2 separate regions of the Pan troglodytes genome follow, and region 1 is linked to region 2. Evidence: chromatin contacts called from public capture Hi-C data. All regions are on one chromosome and are shown on one strand. The core of a region is the stretch at or near the end of the contact, and the rest is flanking DNA. Distances in the headings are between cores, read along the strand shown.

Region 1 (7,641 bases), core at 575-3,074, 160 kb before region 2:
GCATGGGGACGCTCCAGCTTGCCCTGAGTATTCCCCCAGTTAATCTACACCTAGCCCCTGAAACTGGAAGTGAGCTAGATAAATATTAGTTTCCCTTCGCTCCTCATGTCTTAGCCTGACACCAGAGTAGGCAAATTTCGTGCTGTTATTTAGAACAACTCTCTACCAAAACAAAGAAGAAACCTGCCCAAGAAGTTTCAAAAATGAAGATGGTCGTGATTATTTAAGACATCTTTTAAATTCAAGTCAATAGCTTCCAGGAACCCAGACCCACTGGGAGCTTCGAATGGTACATTTTTTTTCCTCCTGATTTAAAAAGAAATCCAATCCTTTGGTTTTGTTCTCAGCTTTAATGTGACTTATCTGGCCCGGGACAGCTGCCCAAGACCCATTAGAAGCACTGACGGCTGGAGCCCAGTGCAGAATGCTGTCTATAAAGTATTACTTACTCATTGCCTTCCCACCCAAGGAGAGGCCAAGGAGCAGGAGCTGGGAGAGGAGGAGATTCTGAAGTGTTTGAGAGCTTTGGCAGGGATATTAGATCTTCTTGTCTTTTGTTTTTTAAAAACTTTTCTTTAAACTTTACCTTTTTAAGCCACAGTTTTTTTCCCAAAAGAAATATATCTTACAATCACAGTTTGAAAAACTGATGAAAAGGGAAAACTTCTCCAAACAGAGCATAAGAGGTGGTTGAGAGACCTCTTTAGAGGCTCCTGGGAACCCCTCTGGAGTGGAAACCAGTGATCAAGCCCGACCTCCTCACTTCACAGGTGAGGAGGCATGGGGCATGGGGCATGGGGCATGGGGCAGCCTGCTTGCTGGCAGGAGTCAAGAAGTCTTTCCTGCTTGAAGTCAGCACCCCAAAGTGAACGGCAGATCCTCAATGCTGGGAGGCGAGGCACAATTGAAAAAGTTCTCCAGTGAATGTCAAAGCCGCAAAAGGGAGCTAACTCATGAGAACAGACTTGGAAAGGGCTCAAGTTCAAGGGCACTCTGCAGACAGGAAAGTCCAGGTGGGAGGCAAATGAGCTGGGGAAGAAAGGAAGGCGAGCATTGCAGACTGCAGACAGCAGGAGAGAAGATGGAGGAATAAGGGTTGATCGAGCAAGTTCTCTTGATTCTTAGCAAGCAACTGTGAGTGAGCTTAGTTCATTCATGATGCAAAGGGAGAGTCGCAAGTTCTATGGGGGGGCTGGTACCTGGCAGGGTTCAGCTGGGGGAACAGCACCATCATAAGAAGCAGTGCTCCGTGTGTCATTAAAAAAAAAAAATTCCCATATGTCTCAATCAGGACCATATATTTGGCTGCTGACACCCCAGTCATGCAACCTGTTTTGCTGTCTTGTTCAATGAAGTCAAAGGCTATGATCCTATTTCAGGAGTAATTACTCTAATCTCATAAAATAAAATAGAGAATTGTCATGACTTACTCATTTTAATTCAACTTTACTTCATTGTATGTTCCTTATAACAGGAGTATGTCATATTTCTCTTGGGAGCCAGAGATATAAATATGTCTGGAAACACATCCCCTGTACCTCAGCCACCTCAATCTTTTGGCAAATGTTGAGTACAAAAATTTCAAGTTACAAAGTATGGCAAGTAAGATTGTTTTGACATCCAGTAATCCACTTTCTAGATAGACCCAAGATACTAACCCGTTGAACAAATTTCTGATTGGAAATTACACAAGGAAAAAAGGCCTAATTTTATAACTGGAGATTTGGAAATGTAACCTAACCAACTCCAGACCGATCTAAAGCCATGCGTGCAGTGGAGCCGAACTGCAAACTCATGCTTCTCTCCAGCCAGTCGGGGAGTTCCCGGGGGAGGCGACCAGATTGCAATTCAACCACCAGAGGGCTCCAGAACCAATACTTTGCCCTTTGTAGTCTCCCCTAAAAAGCCAATTTCCTGTTGCCAGATTGAAATAAAACAAAGAAAAGTACCATTAGCAGATTTCTTCCCTGGCAGTAAGCATTAGACCAAAATAAGATTAATATGGACAGCCATAAAGGACACCCCTCGCAGTGGCTGCCAGCCAGCCTTGCATCTTTCTACCCTCGGAGGAAGGAACGACGAGGCTTAAGGATGTGTGGCTTGTGTCAAGCGTCCCTGACATGGAAGCCAAATTCCCGAGACCCTGGACAGAAGCCTGGATGATTCATTCATGTAGCAGGAGGAGAGCTGCCTTGAGAAAGCAGGCTCCATTGGGGTCTGTGTGCCTAGCTCTGGTCCTGGCCATGAACAGGAGAAAAGATCAAAATAGACTCCCACACTCGGCCAAGCTGAGTTCCAAAAGAAAGGCTCTGCCCTCAATGCCCACAAGCAGATGGAGGGGACGGCAGCCACCTGGGATGCTTTGCCCAGTCACAAGGCCGAGCCACCACCGTACCTGGAGAGGAAGGGCCAAAACAAACTTGGAGGTGGGAAGAAACAATCTAATCCGAAGAAACACGCCCCGAGAATAGGCTTATGTGCATGAGTGGTGACTCCAGGCAGACTATTTAAAGCAATGCATGAGTCTGCCAGGAGAGGAAACAAAGGGACATTGGAACAGAATTCCTGATGCCTTTAAAGTGTCTCATAGCAGGGCCATGTCACTATAGAACACCAAACATTTCAGCTGAGTCCCCAATGCCAGGCATCAGCGGACCAATCTCACAGGCCTGTCAGCTTGAGAAAGGCAATTTTATGCCCCAGATAGCTCCTGTCCCCGCCTGCCACATGGTCACCTGTCCCGGAAGGCCACCTGCATCCCATCTTCATCCGGTCAGGCCATTCTGTAGTAGGGCTGGCTGGCCCGCTGGCTGATTTATGTGGCTAGTCTTTGCCATTAAGGAATTTTGGAGGCTGAAGGGAAGTCTGAAGGGAACAGTGGTGATTTTCGCAGTTTTTGGCAAGGCAGACCCTACTATAGCAGTGCTCTCAGTGTATGGGGGAGTCTCCCAGGCCCAACAGAGCCAGCCGGGACATGCCCCCTCCATGGAGGGACTAGCACAGCAGTCTCCTGGCCTCTACCCAGAAGTCTTACAAAGGACAGTTCTGTTAAAGTGTCTGGAATTGGGATCCATGGGTTCCTCCCACTCCTGACCCTATTCCCTAGTTGTCCCCCTGCCCAGTCCATTCCCCAGGACCTGAGGACTCAGGGACAGGTGCTGCATCGCTTGTCATCCAGCTTCAGAGATGAGTCTGAACAGAGAGAACGTCTAGAGAAGTCTGGTAGATTTGAGATCACCCCTGCAGGACAGACTGGTGGCCAATAGGAGACAGAGGCACGAGGCAGGTACAGGGATGGCCAAGAGGGTTGGGGTGACAGAGCCTGAGCGGACAGGATGGGGTGAAGACCAGAGTAGACAAGAAAAAGGTTATCACTGCCTTCAGGAAGGTCTAAGCCAATGTAGTGTCACCAGGTGGGAGCCTCATGACAGATCAGAGAGGGAATGTGCTGCCAAGATGCCAGCAACTAAACAAGTTTGTCGACTAAAGACAAGGAAAAGTCTAGAAGGTAGCCAGAAAAGGAGGTGTGGGGAATGTGTGTGTGTGTGTGCGCACGTATATGTGTCTGTGTGCGTCTTTGTCTTTGTGTGTGTCTGTGTCTGTGTCCCTGTGTATGTGTGTGCATGTGTCTGTGTGTATATCTGTGTCTGTGTCTTTGTGTGTCTGCCTCTGTGTGTTGTGTGTGTGTGTGTGTGTGTGTGTCTAAAGAGACCTTGCCTGTTTGAAGACAGAGGGGAAGGAGCCTATGGGAAAACAATGAGGGACTAACGGCGGAGTGATGTTCCAGAGTGGTGAGCACCCCTCTGAGGATTCAGAGTTTGTCAATACGGAAGGCCCTGCAGCCCTCGCTGTGCAACTTGGAGCACACTGGAAATGTGGCTTTGCCTCTATCCACCCTCACCGCCACCCACGGCGTCAGCCCAGCTGCTCCTCTGAATGGTGAATTCTCAAAAAGCCTGTACCTAGTGGGAATGCTGACGCGCTTCTCCCTCACCTCAATTACCTGCCCTGTGGCCCTGCAGAGGCTCCTGTAACCGCCCCACAAGTTCTCCTTGCCTGTATGCCTAGACAGGACATGGCCAATTTATCAAGATAGGAATTGCAACAGAGAAAGAGTTTAATTCACATAGAGCCAGCTGTATGGAAGACTGAAGTTTTATTACTACTCAAATCAGTCTCCCTGAAAATTTGGGGATTGGGGGTCGGGAAGTGGGGGTAGTGCTGATTGGTCAGGTCGGAGACGAAATCATAGGGAGTCAAAGCTGTCCTCTTGTGCTGAGTCAGTTCCTGGGTGGGGGCCACAAGACTAAATGAGCCAGTTTATTGATCTGGGAGGCGCCAGTTGATCCATCGAGGGCAGGGTCTGAAAAACATCTCAAGCACCAGGCTTAGGTTTTACAATTGTGATGTCATCCCTAGGAGAAACTGGGGAGGTTTGGAACCTTGTAGCCTCCAGCTGCATGACTCCTAAACCATAATTTCTAATCTTTTGGCTAATTTGTTAGTCCTGCAAAGGCGGTCTAGTTCCCAGGCAAGAAGGGAGTTTGTTTTGGGAAAGGGCTGTTACCGTCTTTGTTTCAAAGTCAAACTATAAACTAAGTTCCTCCCCAAGTTAGTTTGGCCTCTGCCCAGGAAAGAACAAGGAGAGCTTGGAGGTGAGAAGCAAGACGGAGTCGGTTCAGTCAGATCTCTTTCACTGTCACAATTTTCTCAGTTATAATTTCTGCAAAGGTGGTTTCACTCCCATTTGCAGATAAAACCAGCACAGGCCTTTGGGGATCAGAGCTCTGGGGCTTAGGACAGTGGGCGAATCTCAGGCTGCTTATCTGGTGGGTGTCTACCTACAACGCCCCCTCCTCGGTTTTTTGTCTTCAATTCGTTTCCATTTCAGATACTAACGAATGGACTGTGTGCTTCCTGCATATTCATGGGGATGGGACTCATGCGACCTCAAAAACAGACCCATAGTAGATGAGTGCTTCTCCCCCTCCCCTGGGCTCCTCTCTGAGCTCTCTTCTTCGGGACTCCTGTCTCACAGAACCTCCTGGTTGAGCGTGCCATCAAAAGCAATGAGAGTAGAAACTGTGCAAATGTACAGGGATTCTAGAATGTGTTGCCAGCAGACGCAGAGACCAGACTCATTGAAGGTGGGGCACCTCTGCCCTCCTCTCACATTTTTCTGCAGAAAGAGGGAACTTTTTGTATTCTTTTTTTTTTCTCCAGCCAGGGAGGCTATGAGGGAAGAGAGAGCCAGGGCTTGGTTTCTGTTGGGGTAGCTGGGACTGTGGCTTCAACTGAGGCCTGAGGGAGGGGCCATAGCACTGGGCAAGAAGGGCAGAAAGTGCCAGGAAGCAAGGGGAGGGGCTGGACTTTGTTCAGAGGGAGATGGGGCCATCCAAGCAGTTGCTTGGCCATGACAAGATCTGACCTGCACCACCTGGACCAGGCGGAAAGCAGGGGCGAATTGCCTGGAGGCTCCCCTGACTGGCCCAAGGAGGGGCAGTTGTGGCTCAGATGGCATTTGTTCAGATAAGTTGCTGAAGGTTACCTGCCCCAAGAGAAGGTCACCTTGTAGACATCCTCAAGGGGGACAACTTCTCTAGAAAACACAGATCTGGTTACACTACCACGTCCCCGCCCTCAAAAGCTCCATGAATTTTTAAAAGTGCTTTTCAAAGTAATTATGTGAAACAAGATTTCTGTTGTCAAGTAATTTTGGGAAACCCTAGGTTGAATAAGTTTAGGAAGTTTCTTTTTTTCTTTCTTTTTTTTTTTGAGACGGACTCTCACTCTGGCACCAAGGGTGGAGTGCAGTGGCACAATCCTGGCTCACTGCAACCTCGTTCAAGCGATTCTCCTGCCTCAGTCTCCTGAGTAGCTAAGACTACAGGCACACGGTACCACGCCCAGCTAATTTTTGTATTTTTAGTAGAGACGGGGCCAGGATGGTCTCAATATCCTGACCTCATGATCCACCAGCCTTGGCCTCCCAAAGTGCTGGGATTACAGCTTCCAAAGTGCTGGGATTACAGACATAAGCCACCATGCCCGGCCAGGAGACTTCTTTAGTGTGAGACTTCATAGGGTCTTTAAAGAGCTGATGTGTATTTTGAATGTCCTAGGGACAAGGAAAGATATTATTATTATGATGATTGTTTTGAGATAGGGTCTTTCTCTGTTGTCCAGGCTGGAATGTAGAGTCCTGATCACGGCTCACTGCTGCCTCGAACTCCTGGGCTCATGTAATCCTCCTGCCTCAGCCTCCCAAGAAACTGGAACTACAGGCATGCACCACCACACCCAGCTATTTTTAATTTTTTTTTGTAGGGGTGGGGTCTCACTATGTTGCCCAGGCTAGTCTCAAACTGCTGGGTTCAAGCAGTCCTCTCACCCTGGACTCTCAAAGTGCTGGGATTACAGGCGTGAGCTACCTACCATACCAAGCCTAGGAGAGATATCAGATAGCATTTCTCACAGCATTTACATCACAGAATTTCAAAGACTCTTGTGGGACTGTTGCTCATGAGAACGTATTTTGGAAACCAGCATGCCACAGGAGAAATGGCACAGCATGGCTTTGAAACATTTTCACACATCCTCCGACGGCATCTCCCCTCAGAACACCTGCTCTGGCTCACAACGTGCCTCTGAACCTTACCATGTTGTTCCCTCTGCCAGATAAACCCCAAACCATCTTTCCTGTAGGAAATCTTGTAGGAATCTGCTCGGCAGTGTGAAAATGGCACCCTCCGCGTTTCCACAGAACTTCCTCCCGCTGAGATGTGACAGCTTGCTCCAAGATGGCCGCTTTTGGGAAAGTGCCGCTCCGCTTATTAATTAATCCCTTTTAGTTCCCCTACAGTGTCTGGCACACAGCTGGTACCTGATCAATGAAGAAATCAATGAGTACACATGAAAAATGAAGGGTATGAGTGGCACTCCGGGAATCTCTTGCTGTTTCCAGGTGGAAGGCTCCCCATGTCCCTCCCTTTCCATGCAGGTGACAATCCGTTCTACCGGAGCCTAAGTCCAGCCTGGCTTTATTTTACACACACACATCACACACCAGACCACGGCTTTGTTTCAATTCTTCACCCCCATCCTGACCTCGAATTCCTTGTCCTTGTAGCCTTTCCCTATGCGTTAAAACTTCTTCAGAAAGGATCTCAAACTCAAGCTGTTCAATGTAGCTTCTGGTTGGCATCTAATGGGTTACCAAAGTGCAGGAAAACTTTTCAGTGGGTTTGCCTTGCCTGTCTCCATTTCCTTTATTAAGCCAGCCAAGAACCTTGGTTTCTGTAACTCAGCCAGGGCTGGAAATTTCTGTGACTTTCCTCCACCCCCGCTCTCCAGGTGTGTTTGGAGCCAATACATTGTCCAGCACGGTTGTGAGCGGATCCCAGAGAGAAAGCAGTCACCCTGCTGCTATCAGTTGGTGATTTCTGTGTGAGTCTGAAAGGCTATGCCATTCATTATTAGGATGAGAGGAGAGAGGAATTGTTCTTAAGCAAGACATCAGCCTGGCACAGTTTCTAACACATAGCAAATCTTGAATAAATCTTTGTTGAGTGAGGGCAGGACTGTGGAAACAGCCTCCGTAGCTCCTCCCCAGGTGGGATGTTTCAGTGTGACTTTATTAGA
Region 2 (7,362 bases), core at 3,745-6,244:
AAGGTGAACACAGCTTGGCAGTTTTTGGGTTTAGAGACCTGCCCAGCGTAGAGTGACTGTATTTAGACAGTCCACATTTGATCACAAGAAGATCCCTGAGAAGCAGTCTAAGAAATGCAGTGTGGATGGAGAAACACTGAAAAACAAGGATGTGTTGATGATGTATGGAGGCACTGGGACAGATGCTGGAGATCAGGGCTGTCCCAGGAGGGCTTGAATGCATAGGCGATGCATGTAATATCTGTGCCTGCGAAAGAGCTCTAAGTGGGGAAAAGCTCAGAAACCAGAAGCCGACCACAGCTATACCACGGCTCCTAGGGGAATCTAAAGGTATAGGAGGAGCCCATGCCTTAGGAATAACCTCTCACGTGAGGTTACAAAAGGAAGCTGCTTCTTTTACTTCCAGATATTTTAGCAGTTGTCGTTTTCTTGTTATTAGGCTGAGGATACTAATTTCCTCTGAACCTAACTTCTTCCTGTGCTTATGCCACCTTTTCCCTGCACTACCGGCAATGTGTCTTGGTGAAGGTGGTCACCTGGAGTTCCTTGGTGGACTCCAGGATCTCAAATTAGAGAAAGCACCAACAAGGACGCTGCCGGGTAATTTGGAAACCCCATCCACAGAGAAGCAGTATGTTAACCTCACAGGCTTAAAAGCACAATTCAGAGAAAGATCACCTGGGTAAGATCATGAAGCAGCTGATTTTAGATTATGTGTAAGAAAACTTTCTGCTAATATTAAGGAAAACCATTTCCTTAATATTTCCCGAGATAAAGTCCTAAAGCTCCCTAAAGATAGTTTATAAAGACACAAAGACTCGGATCATGGAGCATTCTGGATCCAGGTGTGGAGACTCAGCAGGAGCAGAAGAAACATCAACACCGACTTAATCCTTTCATGAATATTAAACATCGATGAATTAGCATGCAGCCTGAGTGAAGCTCCTTCCTCCCCTCCTCCTCCAGCAGTGATGCCAACACAAAGAGCTACGTGGATCCGGGCACTTCAATGGACTCCCCTGCTGAGCTAAGTTGTAACCTAAGTTCCTGGTCAATTAGTATCTCTGGCAAAGTATGTGCTATCAAGTTTTGACCTACTATTGTTTATACAATCAATGAAATACTAAATGGAATGTGTTACATTCTCAGCTCCTTCCGCCCAGAGCCCTCCCCTTCAGCCGTTCTGGTGATCCACTTCCCCCTCTCCCAGGCCCCTTCCCTCCCATAATTCCCCACTCCCCCTGGCCCCGCCCCTGGAAAACTCAGCTCCGGAAACCTTAGCTCTGGAAACCTTAAGGATATTTTTGCAGTTACTGAATCTCTGGAAACGACACTTGGGAGGCAACTGATCAACTGAAAGCACATGGATGTGTCATAGATCATGTCAGAACTGAATCCTAAAGCTGTATGAATTCTAGCAACCAGGTTACTTTGTTTTTTCCTTTTTGAGACAGAGTATTGCTCTGTCGCCCAGGCTGGAGTACAGTGGCACAATCTTGGCTCCCTGCAACCTCCGCCTCCCATGTTCAAGTGATTCTCCTGCCTCAGCCTCCTGAGTAGCTGGGATTATAGGCAAGCGCCACCATGCCCAGCTAATTTTTGTATTTTTAGTAGAGGCAGGGTTTCACCATGTTGGTCAGGCTGGTCTCGAACTGCTGACTTCAATTGATCCACCCGCTTCAGCATCCCAAAGTGCTGGGATTACCAGTGTGAGCCACTGCACCCGGCCATACAGGTTACTTTCATACAGCCACAGTGAACAGCACGAATCAGTTTGTGGAAAATTAGGAGTGTAGTACAGAACACTGAATTTGATTAAAATGCTCATTCTCTCTTCTATTGAGAACTGAACTGGCAACCTGTAATTTAGTTACATTTATGTGAGAGGGCAATTTGGAAATGTTTCTTTACAGTGTTCTCTCCAAATGACCACATAGAACAACCTGTGCTGATGATTCCATTTGTAACTCACACTGCCTCCCACCCTGCACGGCTAGTTGAGGGGGCAGGACTCAGCTTCTACAGACAGGCCATGGAAGGGCCCGCCAGGAAGCCAAAACCAGCCTTCTGCTGTTCTGTGCTTGTGAGCATGTTCCACGCTAGCTTAACAAAAAAGTAATCAAACCAGTTAGAAACTGCGACTTAGTTTAACATTTCACAGCTTTTCATCATAGACTGAATACACTACTGCTTTGTGATGCCCAAAAGCCATTAGCTAGAACTTCCTAGTGGCTCTGTTTCTTTCATTAAAATAAAGAACATGATTGTAAACTGCAGAAGTTTCAATATGCTTTTAAAAATAACCACTTTGACACTGACCATCACAGATTTGCCAAGACTTGCACCAACCCAGTAATGGTGGCTCGTGTATTTTTAGAATATATACAACAAAGACTGAAAGGACTGTGCTATCCCTCTCCTTTTATCTCATGGGGAGGGCCCTGGCTTAGTCTGCCAGAAAGTGACACCACTGTGCGTTTATTTGCCATAAATCAAAGGGCTGTGGTTTCTTGGCTGAGAATCAGGGCCTGTTTATTAGACTACAGGAATGAAAGCACTATCATAGAAAGAAAGCTATATCAGGACGGTTACTTCAGCACAGCGTATGGAGTTGAAAGGGCAGGATAGGGGGAGCAGAAAGTCCTTGAATGTCAGGAAATTAACACTGTAGTGCCTTTACATCAGTGAATATTATGTAATTATTAACATGTCCCAGAAGAATGAACATAAGTTCAAAAAAAAACCAAGTTGCTAAGTAATGTATACATGACATCCCATTTAAAAAAAATAACATAAAGTGGCACAATGTGTACCTATGTGTACACAGCCGTATGTCTGTGAGAGCACAGGGGCAGTGAGATGATATAATACCATGATGGCTCCAGCCCAGGACAATACACTTCAGTGTGAGTGATGTGCAGAGGAACAGAGGGGATGCCAAAGAGGGAAACACGGGGTGAAGAGACATAATTGCAAGACAGGAAGTCAAGGGCATTCACGACAAAGGGTGTGGAAGAGAAACATGCAGGATACAGCAGAAGAGAAACGGATGTGATCCTTTCAAACCTAACTAGGTAGGGAGATCTATCTACATCTACCAAAGTAGATGAAACACTTAGGAATGAATATTGCCAAGCCTGTGGAAAGAAAAAACCCAACCCATGCTGAAACTCAGTGATGGGGAGGGGAGAGTGCAGGCAAGAAGGCAAGAAAATGGCAGTCTAACGTGCCACCCGGGATCTCATTCAGAGGGGTCACCTTGTCCCGCCAGGTGACCCTTGCCATGGAGCCTGGTACTGCAATGATTCCATTCCTACTTCATTTACTACATCAGCTACCACAACACTCCAAAGCTACACGCAGGTTGCAAGGCCAACAAAATACAAAAATAGGTGATATACAGATGATGTTCATCAGCACTGAATTCAACTAAAATTATCTCACAAAATGATCTTGTCCCCCTCAAAGCTCCACTACTCCCACAGAAATTACAAGTGCACAGTGGGAAATAGTTCATGTAGAATTTCTTGAATTCTACTGGAGGCTGCCTCACTCAACACATGACTCACGTAAACCACTGTAGCTCAATATCTTAACCTGAGCTGAGTGTTCTGGGGCTGACTGTTGCCAGTTTGATTTTCCTCTGTACAATGCTGAGCATTAAATTGAAGTCATCAACATCTTTAGAAAATCAGCAATTGTATACGTAAAGTTATCCACAAGTAATGAGCAGTTACAGCAAAATACAACACAGGTGAAACAATAAGGAAATTCTTTTTTTTTTTTTTTGAGATGGAGTCTCGCTCTGTCGCCCAGGCTGGAGTGCAGTGGTGCGATCTCAGCTCACCGCAACCTCCCAGGTTCACGCCATTCTCCTGCCTCAGCCTCCCGAGTAGCTGGGACTACAGGCGCTCACCACCACGCCCGGCTAATTTTCTGTACTTTTAGTAGAGACGGGGTTTCACTGTGTTAGCCACGATGGTCTCGATCTCCTGACCTCATGATCCACCTGCCTCGGCCTCCCAAGGTGCTGGGATTACAGGCATGAGCCACCGTGCCCGGCCAGGAAATTCTTTAAACAGCTATTGCAGTGCGAAGCATAAACTATAAGCTAGCCTAACTTTAGGGATCAAGTAGAAAACAGGCAATTAAAATACAAATCTAAGTCACCCACAAACAGGAATACCATACATTCTTTAAAATAATGAATAAGAATGGTTGGCTTAGAGAAACATAAATTTTTCTAGATCACTTACATATCCTAATTATGCTCCCTTGGAATTACGGAAACTTGTTCATTGTGTGAGGAGAGCCCCTGGTGGCAGAGAAAGGGTCACTGGTGCATTCTGGGGACAAGAAAAGTCTAACCCCCTGTGAAAAATGTGGTAGGGGAGATACAGAAAAGAGAAGGGCCCTGGGCACACCCAGGAATCACACACACAGTCTCATGCAATTCCTGTGGCTTCTTTGATGATCTTCCAACCAAATTATTTTAACCAAGCATTCTAATGAAATGGAAAAACTTATCAGGAGTACAAACACTAAAAGTCAAAAATATCTTCTAAACGGTCAAGTTAAATGCACTTAACCAAAGCCTGATAGTATTCCTAATAAAATTATGTGGGACTAAAAAAATCATTCTATTTTACCCAGTACCTTTAAACAATCCCCAAATGAGAAGCTTAAAATAAGAAACGTGTGCAGCTCTGTAGCACAAAGGAGCTAATCTTATTTTTAAAAAGAGCGTATATTCACCACTACACGAAATATTAAAACTGCCTCACGGCCTCTTGCTATTGATGTCTGATAAAGTGGATCATTACCGTTGGTTCCTCACCACCCGTGACAGTTGATGAACGCGCTCTCCCAGCTGGGGCACTGGGCTGTGAATGATAATTTACATCAGTGAAACGCACTTAGGGGATGAGCCCCTGCTGTCTGAATCAGGGCCCACTGCTGTGGCAGCGCTGTAAGGCAGGTGACATGAGATCAGAATCCCTGAAACCCACCCTGTCCAGACAAAGCCAGCAGTCGCTGATGACCAGTAGCACAAAGGAAGCGTGACCCCTATGCCACCCAAGGTGGCTCATCCTTGACCTGGGTAAACAATGACAACCTCAAAAGAGTGAGCTGCCTTAGAGAAAAATGGAAAGCTGGTCTGGTTTTGCCTGCCATTGTCAAATAATTAGCAGATTCTGAAATCTCCCCAACCTCAAAACTCAAGAGGCCACTGGTGATCAGTGAGTTTACAGCATCAGAAAGTACAAAGAAAGAGGGAGGAATCACCAGTTTCCAGGAAAGTGAGTTCTTTGGGAAATAAAATTGACATTGATTTTGAAAAGGAGAGAAAGTGCCATTCGTTCAAGGAAAATCACAGATCATGAGGTTGAGAAGGATCCTACCAGTCCATCTCAGTTGATTGTTTTGTTTTTGGGGGCCCTGTACTGAAACCATCCCAGAAAAGACGCTCTTATCAAGCTTATTATTAAGTCTCTCCAGTGTAAGTCACAAATGACTCTATTATTTTGACTGCTTCCTTGACTAGTATACTCATTAATTTTTTCTCAAACATAAAAAATTAAAACCTAGGCCAAAATATCCTTTGAAGTCAAGAAAAAACATACATGAGAGGGAAGACACTGTGATTTCAAAAACCTTAAATGCACTTTTCCCCCTTCAAATTCATACATAATACATTATTAGTCTTAAAAATGATCAAGGTTTTGTAGCAACAGACAAAAACTGTCAAGGTAAAATATCAAATTGAACACATTAAAACCACATATTTTCACCTCCAAAAGAAGAAACAAATTTATGTAAAATTTCTTATTTTTAATGTGTACATCAAACATCTCTCAAGGCAGTTCTAGTCTGCCTTCCAACTTGAATATTTCTTTTTACATACATCAGATGTTACAAAATCCCCTACACTTCTACATTTGCTGATAGCTATTAAAATGATGAGAGAGTTGGAAAGAATTATAGCCAATTCCTGGTGAGCAGAGCTGCCTTTAAAGAGAAGGTACAGAGACTCTGTAGAGTTCAGACTTCAGGTCATTAGGAAGGGAAAGGAACATGTGGACGGTCGGTCGCCCAGAAGAGTTCTTCCTGGTTAAAGGGACTCAATGTGTTTTCAAAGTACAGATCACTGGAGCATAACTATAGTAACTCAATAAGGTAAAAGGAATTACTAACTAAAGTACCAAGAAGTTTAAGTGAGCAAATCAAAATTGGTATAAATTTGGGTGAAAAACTAAAGCAATGGAGGTTCCAGCATTTTAGAGATGGGTGGCAGTAACAATTCTCTGTATTGGAAATCCACTTTCCTAGGGCAATTGGCCAGGAAATTTAAAAACATCTCATTTATATGGTAAATAAATTTACACAGGAAAAACTCTTTGTGCAGCAGCCCAGATGATTGTAAATGAAAGCCCAAAAAGTCAATTGATGACTGGAAATTAGCATGGGTTACCGGTGGTAGATGGCCCTGTTCTGCAACTGCGTCGGTGACACTGCATGACCTCAACCTTGAGGAGGGTTCTCTTTGCTGGAAGGAGAGGAAAAGACAGGAAGCATCAAGAAATATATTCTTAAAAGCAACTTTCATTGGTTTAACAAATATATCACTCAACCATATTCACCGCTCTTCGATATTAGAAGGTAATTAAATGAAACATCTTTTCAGAACAAGGACAGTCATCCTTGAAAAAGTTATCTTTCACTTTAATTTTCAGTTAAGCAGACTGGAATTTTGATTGGTCCTTAGAATTAGTGGCAAAAATAAGAGGAGACCAAAACTTTCAGAAAGGAGACTCAACAGGACTTTGCAACCCTCTAATGCTGCTTTACAAACAGAAAGAAGCTAGCAGTCTTGTAGTTTGCTTTAAGATGCACCCTCAGGGTAAATTTTAATGTGATGTGAATAGACGGAAAAAGAGGAAGAAATAGTGATATGTGGCTACCCAACATTTATTGATTATTACAATTGAGAAAGAGTCAGTTGCATCCTATATTCAGAGGAGCTCAGACATCATCTTGGCCTACTTCTGAAAGATCTGGTATTTATAATTTTAGCTGCTCTTTTTTTTTTTTAAATATAGAGTCTTGTTCTATTGCTCAGGCTGGAGTGCAGTGGCGTGATCTCAGCTCACTGCAACCTCTGCCTCCCAGGTTCCAGTGATTCTCTTGTCTCAGCCTCCTGAGTAGCTGGGACTAAAAGCCCCCACCACCACACTTGGCTAATTTTTTGTATTTTTAGTAGAGATGGGGTTTCACCATATTGGTCAGGCTGTCTCGACCTCCTGACCTCAGATGATTCACCCACCTCGGCCTCCCAAAGTACTGGGATTACAGGTGTGAGCC

Evidence for each region. Capture Hi-C pulls out chosen DNA fragments and counts their contacts.
Region 1: a contact with region 2 is called in a capture Hi-C map of stem cell-derived neural stem cells, with 4 times the contacts expected there. The contact joins two enhancer-like sites. A contact is called at or near these places in 1 of 7 Hi-C or Micro-C datasets (stem cell-derived neural progenitor cells) and 1 of 1 other capture datasets (stem cell-derived neural stem cells).

What each region holds. Positions count from the first base shown.
Region 1 is chr17:68,553,869-68,561,509 of NHGRI_mPanTro3-v2.0_pri, reverse strand. All of the region lies in intron 12 of ALPK2 (alpha kinase 2), which reads left to right. Among named protein-coding and RNA genes, the nearest start is that of MIR122, 41 kb to the right of the region's middle. Within about 2 kb of position 1,824, at least 5 of the 24 cell types and tissues checked have an H3K27ac peak or open chromatin away from gene starts, as enhancers often do. A contact at or near this core is called in stem cell-derived neural stem cells, where this site is marked.
Region 2 is chr17:68,398,998-68,406,359 of NHGRI_mPanTro3-v2.0_pri, reverse strand. It overlaps NEDD4L (NEDD4 like E3 ubiquitin protein ligase), which reads right to left. Exons shown (of 31, transcript XM_001140979.7): 12 at 6,473-6,547; 13 at 4,824-4,883. Among named protein-coding and RNA genes, the nearest start is that of MIR122, 110 kb to the left of the region's middle. Within about 2 kb of position 4,994, at least 1 of the 24 cell types and tissues checked has an H3K27ac peak or open chromatin away from gene starts, as enhancers often do. A contact at or near this core is called in stem cell-derived neural stem cells, where this site is marked.